Regions from separate parts of the Hordeum vulgare genome. Here region 1 is linked to region 2. A link is a contact called in public Hi-C data. All regions are on one chromosome and are shown on one strand. Each heading gives the region's core, a stretch centred on a gene start, on an enhancer-like site or on the middle of the called end of the contact. The rest is flanking DNA. Distances are from core to core; before and after follow the strand shown.

The links. A called contact is a pair of places that touch in the nucleus more often than the background predicts.
Region 1: a Hi-C map of seedling shows a contact between it and region 2, with 5 times the contacts expected there. The contact joins the promoter of LOC123444243 here to the promoter of LOC123444241 in region 2. A contact is called at or near these places in 4 of 6 Hi-C or Micro-C datasets (leaf and seedling) and 1 of 1 datasets of contacts at active chromatin or transcription factors (embryo).

Annotation. Positions count from the first base shown.
Region 1 is chr3H:457,870,056-457,873,055 of MorexV3_pseudomolecules_assembly, forward strand. LOC123444243 (mitochondrial carrier protein CoAc1-like) reads left to right here and starts at 1,385. Exons shown (of 7, transcript XM_045120907.1): 1 at 1,385-1,863; 2 at 2,596-2,681; 3 at 2,776-2,983. The coding sequence starts at 1,696.
Region 2 is chr3H:457,478,654-457,481,555 of MorexV3_pseudomolecules_assembly, forward strand. It overlaps LOC123444241 (probable cytokinin riboside 5'-monophosphate phosphoribohydrolase LOGL1), which reads right to left and starts at 1,473. Exons shown (of 7, transcript XM_045120904.1): 1 at 1,170-1,473; 2 at 982-1,079; 3 at 843-873. The coding sequence starts at 1,292.

The DNA of each region.
Region 1 (3,000 bases), core at 135-2,634, 390 kb after region 2:
TAATGACCTCTAGTTCCTATTGAGACTAGAGACTTTTTAGTTGGGACTAAGAGGGTGCTTGGATCAAAGGGACTAAAACTAGTCTGACTAAAACTAGTCTCTTTGAGAGGCTAAAGTTTCAAGCACCCCTGACTAAAGAGAGACTAAAACTAGTCTAGAGACTAAAATCTTTTAGTCACAGCAACCCCTACTAAAATCTTTTAGTCCTCTCTCTCCTCATTTAATCTCTCCTCGTTTTACTCTTTCATTTAACACAACAGCGGTGCGGCTATAGCCTTCTCGAGCGGTCAAACCAACGGTGCGGCTACATCAGCGTCTTTTTCTTTCCCTTACCTGGAGCGCTCCTCTCCCATTCCTGCTCCTGGTGGCTGAGGAAGGAAGCAGCTGAATAGCCGTCCATGGCCTCCAGCGGCCGCCTTCACCTCCGTTGTTAGCCGCCGGCTCGGCCCACCGCCGCGCCTCCCCCTCCGTTGTTCTGTTGGTGGCCGAGGAACGATTCAGGTGAGAGAGGAGTCCAAGATGCATCCGCCATCGACAACGCGCACCCGATTTCTTCCATTTTTTTGCTTGTATATCCATTAATCGGATGAGAGTATTGTCTCAGATCCATGCGCCATGGACGGCGCCCCGTTTGATTTCTTGTCTCAAACGGAATCATCTGGTGCTGCGGCGGATGCCACGGACGGCGAATGTTACTTATTTTCTTGTGTATGGACAATAGTAATTTCCTTATGTATGGAAATTTTTACTTGTATGGAAAAAGAGCACTGCGAATCACCACACCAGGCGCCTCTGCATAGTGCATACCCGGCGGGTCCTTGCAGGTTTACAGCGTGTTTGTAGTAGGGCCAGCAGATTACCTGCTCCACTGTTGCTCACATTCAGTTTTTTCGTCAGTTCAGTGGCATCTACACGCGCGCCCAAGCATTTGTATTTTCTTGTGTATGAGCAACATTAGTGGCGGGAGCAAGATTCGGTCAACTGACGTGGGGGAGGAGTTGACAGTTATAGCGGTAGGATTAGGGGAGAAGGAGCATAATAAATGCTCATTAAATTGATTTTAATCTTTTTAATATTTTGGATCCAAACATGGATGAGCCTAGCAAGTTTTACTTCCTCTACTTTTAATCATGGGATTAAAACGTATTCAAGCACCCTCTGATCATTGAACTTCTGAAACAAACGGGCCTAACTACTCCTTCGACCGCACTCTGAAGTAGTTTCGGAACAAGGCTCACCAGAGATTTCTGCACGGGTAGGGGGTGCGACCCGCGAAACAAAGCAGCAGCACTCCTGCTTTCCTGGCAACCGGCGTTGATATTTAAGGTTTGGTCGCCAAGATTCTCCCGCATATTACTCATCGTCTCGTGTATTCGGCCACCGCCACTACGCCCTGCACTTCTCCCCCTCGGCCTCCAACCTCAATATTTATTTTATTTTTTGTACTATACAGTACATCTCGGAAAAAAGGAGCAAGACCAAACCGCAATCGACCCCCGTGGCCGTGGCAGGTCGTCGCCTCGGTCAAATCCGGCGGCGGCGGCGGAGTCGTGGGCCGGAAGGCCGACCTGACCTGACCGGACCGGACCGCGGCGCGCCTGACCTGCCCAGTGGGATCCTTCGGGCCGGCGCCCCAGGAGGATATTCTTCGCGCTGGGGGGTGCTTGATTTGGATGAAAGGAGCGCGCCGTCGGCATGGGTACCCCCTCGCAGGGCTCGGCTGCCGTGGCGGCGGCCCGGGTCGACCTCTGCGCGCTCGACCTCATGCCCGTCTTCGCCAAGGAGATGATTGCCGGCGGAGTCGCCGGTGCCTTCTCCAAGACCGCCATCGCGCCGCTCGAGCGCCTCAAGATATTGCTACAGGTTCGTTCTGCGCCTCCGCCCACATGGATTGCTAGAGATTTCCTTCATGGACTTTTCCTGTGTATTACGCGGCTTTAGGCATGATGATACGTCAACGTCGATATTGTTGGTCCAAAGGCGATCTTGAAGCCCGTGAATGTGATAATACGCTACTTAATACTTATCGAGAAGGGCACGCCTCTCCTAAGCCTGTGAATGTGATTGCGCGTCCCTTAAAACGAGTTCTGTGTCGATGGAACTGATGCGCAAGTGTGCTCTGTGCATCACTTCTGTTGACATAGAACATGAGTTTGTTCCGTGTCAGTGAAACTGATGTACAAGGCACACCTGGCAGTTGCAGACTGGCTGGTGTGTGGCTGTGCTAGAGGAGCCTCTACATTCTGTACCATAAGCATGCCTGGGTCTATTAACGCTGTTCCATTAAACATGAGATATGGGCATGAGAGATCTTCTCAGCACTCCGAGATCTTCTCCATGCTACTTGTGGTGCCATAAGAAGGCTATTGTTGATGTGACAGGTAGCAAGTTCCACTTCCATAGGATTGATAGTGTCTGCTTCCATTCGTCTTGTGTATGCAAGATGCCGCAGTAACTACCAGCTGCTTCATTAGTTTTGCCTTCCTAATTTGCGCGTGGTACTATTTTGGGAGGTTTAGATGTTCTCATTCAACTTATAAGTTTCTAAATCATTATGGTTGCTAACATATTCTTACCTTCTGATTCTGCTTGTAGACTAGAACAAATGAGTTCAGGTCTCTTGGAGTTCTGAAATCCTTGAATAAACTGAGAAAACATGACGGTGTCTTGGGATTTTACAAGTATGTTGCAATTCAACTCATTACTTCTGCACTATTATTATTGAAGAAGATGCAGATAATATCTTTTGCTAACCATGTTTTGGTACTACTTCAGGGGAAATGGTGCCAGTGTGTTAAGAATTGTTCCTTATGCTGCATTACATTATATGGCGTATGAGCGATACAGGTGTTGGATCTTGGGTAACTGCCCTGCACTTGGCACAGGACCAGTGGTAGATCTTTTAGCAGGCTCAGCATCAGGAGGGACTGCAGTCTTGTGCACTTATCCCTTGGACTTGGCAAGGACCAAGCTTGCATTCCAGGTATTGTACTGTGCATC
Region 2 (2,902 bases), core at 223-2,722:
TTTTGAGTGTAGATTCATTCATTTTGCTCCATATATAGTCCTTTTATGGAATCCCTAAAAAGACTTGTATTCAGGAAGCGGAGGGAGTATGTATATAGTTGCAGGAACATCATTTTCAGATTTCCCCTAGCTATCACCATCCTACAAAGTTCAGAGATATTTGGACAGTAGCACTTGCACATCACCTCAATATAACATATGTATAATGGTGCAATTCAAACCCTACTGCTTGCTTACTTTTCTCACTCAACTTGTGACGACCGACCTCATGGCACAGGCAAATCGAACACTATTATTACATCCACCGAGCGGGCGACTTTATAACTCCAAGTTGTACCGCCCAAAAGTCCACCGAGCTGACGGTCCATTTTTGTGTGTATGGAAACGGGTCTGAAACGGACGGCCTGCAGTTTCAGCGCTACATATTCTAGTCCAATTCCTCAATGATCACCCCACCCATTTGTAACCCCACAAGCAAAGGTGAATCGGTCCGGACCCAACAGAAAACGGGAATCAAATGGTGAGTGGGTAACCAGTCGAGATAGATAGCACTAGTATAGGCGATCGTGGAAAGCCGCGACACCGACATGCGGGGCCAGGCGAAAGGATATGGTAGGATTGAGATGGCCCGTCCGTCAGGAACGGCTTCGGAATTCCGTAGCAAGTTTCGCTTTAGGCAGAGAGCTGAGTCGTGCTGCCACTTCACTGCGTGGCAGAAACTTCTTGCTTTCGCTCTAACGATAACGAACGGACCAATCAGGCAATCGGCAATGACGTAGGAGTAGCTAGCAATCGGCGTTTCTACGCACGAGGAGGAAGAAAGAGAGGGATTTGGTGCGCACCTCGAGGGGCATGAGTGCTCTTGGAATCACCCTGCAAAAACAATCAAACAGAGAGAGAGAGAGAGATGGTGCCGCATTAGGAAGGCTGCGGAGCACGGCTTTGTACTATATTTGGGAATAAGCAGGGGCGGCGAGGTACCCGAGGACGCGGCAGCCGCCGTCGAGAACCGTCTGCGCGATCAGGCCCATCAGCCCGATGCTGCCGCCGCCGTAGACCAGATCGACCCCCCTCGTCACCTGCAAGGCCGCGAAATCGCCACCGTGAGCGTCGAATTTCGGCGCGCGCGGGCGCGGCCTCGGCATTCGGACGCATTGGTACACACTCACCAGGCCCTGGCCGAGCTCGAGCGCGGCGTCGCCGAACACGGCGCGGTTGCCGGAGTTGCTGCCGCAGAAGACGCAGATCCTGCCGAACCTCCTCGGCGGCGAGGGCGCGGTGGTGTCGCCCATGGCTTTGGCTTGTCTCCTCGCGGGCTCGGGCGCGGGAGGATGGGGTTAAGGGGTCGTCGTGGAGGAGGAGTGGGAGGTGTTTGGGTTCGGTTCGTTCTTCTAGCCCCCGTGCCGTGTGTTATCTCTCTCTCGGATCGTATCTTGGGGAGAAGCTTCAAATGAAGGCGGCGTTAAGGAGTTCTGACGCGGCTGTCCTTTTATTATGTCGTGATTTATCTGGTGGGTCATGCGGCCCATATTGCACCAGGAGAGCCCAAGTCTCAGGCAGCTTTCTTTCCGCGGTTTGGCCCTCACAGTTTGCGTCGTATAGCAATGGCGCCCTTGTAACAAATGGCGGTGGAGTTTTATGAAAATTTGTATGAATCGGAAGGGGTCATTGGGATGGAAGAGGTGTTATCTCATATACCTTGTAAGGTTACGAGTTCAATGAATGACATGTTATCAAAGGAGATAACAGGGGAGGATGTGAAGAGTGCTCTGTTTCAAATGTTCCCTAATAAGGCACCGGGACCGGATGGTTTCCCGATCCATTTTTTTTCCAGAAGTACTAGTATTTATGCGGTGAAGAGGTGACCAAGGTTGTGAGTCGAGTTTTGAAGGGAGAAGACTCCCGTGAGGAGATCAATAGGATGTTCATTGTCATTATTCCTAAGATACAAAACCCCACTTTACTGTCTCAGTTTCGGCCTATTAGCTTGTGCAATGTGATTTTTAAAATCGCATCCAAAGTACTTGCTAACCGCGTGAAGCAGATTTTTCCGGATATTATCTCAGAGGAGCAATCGGCCTTTGTGCCCGGTCGTCTAATCACTGATAATGTTATCACTTCATACGAGTGTCTACATTTTGTGAAAAGTAACAGGAGCAAGAAGAATGGGCATTGTGATGTCAAGCTTGATATGATGAAAGCATATGATCGTGTTGAATGGGTATATTTGGAGGCCATCATGAAAAAGCTGGGCTTCTGCGAGCTGTTTGTGCGCCAGGTGATGAGAGGTGTTACTTCAGTATCGTTCTCCCTTCTATTCAATGGAATGCAAAGCAGTGAATTCAAACCCTCTAGAGGTATTCGGCAAGGGGATCCCATCTCCCCCTATCTTTTCCTACTGGCGGTTGAGGGTCTTTCATGCATGCTAAAGCAAGCAAGTTCTGAGGGGCTGTTTGAAGGTATCCAAATCGCTCCTACCGCCCAAAAGGTCAACCATCTTTTGTTTGCGAATGACTGTTTGCTTTTTAGCAAAAATACTACAGAGAATGCTTTGAAACTGAAAGAGATTCTAAGCTCGTACTGCCAAGCTTCTAGGGAGCGTATGAACCATGATAAATCGTCCATTTACTTTGGAAAGGGATGTTTGATGGCGCAGAGGCAGATAATCAAAGGAATTCTTGAAGTCCAAAAAAGAGACCATATGTGAGCGATACTTGGGGCTGCCATCTAATGTGGGACGAGCGAAGAATGGTGTGTTCTCTTATCTTAAGGACAGAGTATGGGAGAATATTCAGGGTTGGATGGAAATGTGCCTAGCTGGGAGTGACAAAGAGGTGCTTATTAAGTAAGTGGTGCAGGCTATACCCACATACTCCATGGCTCTCTTTAAGTTACCTAGGGG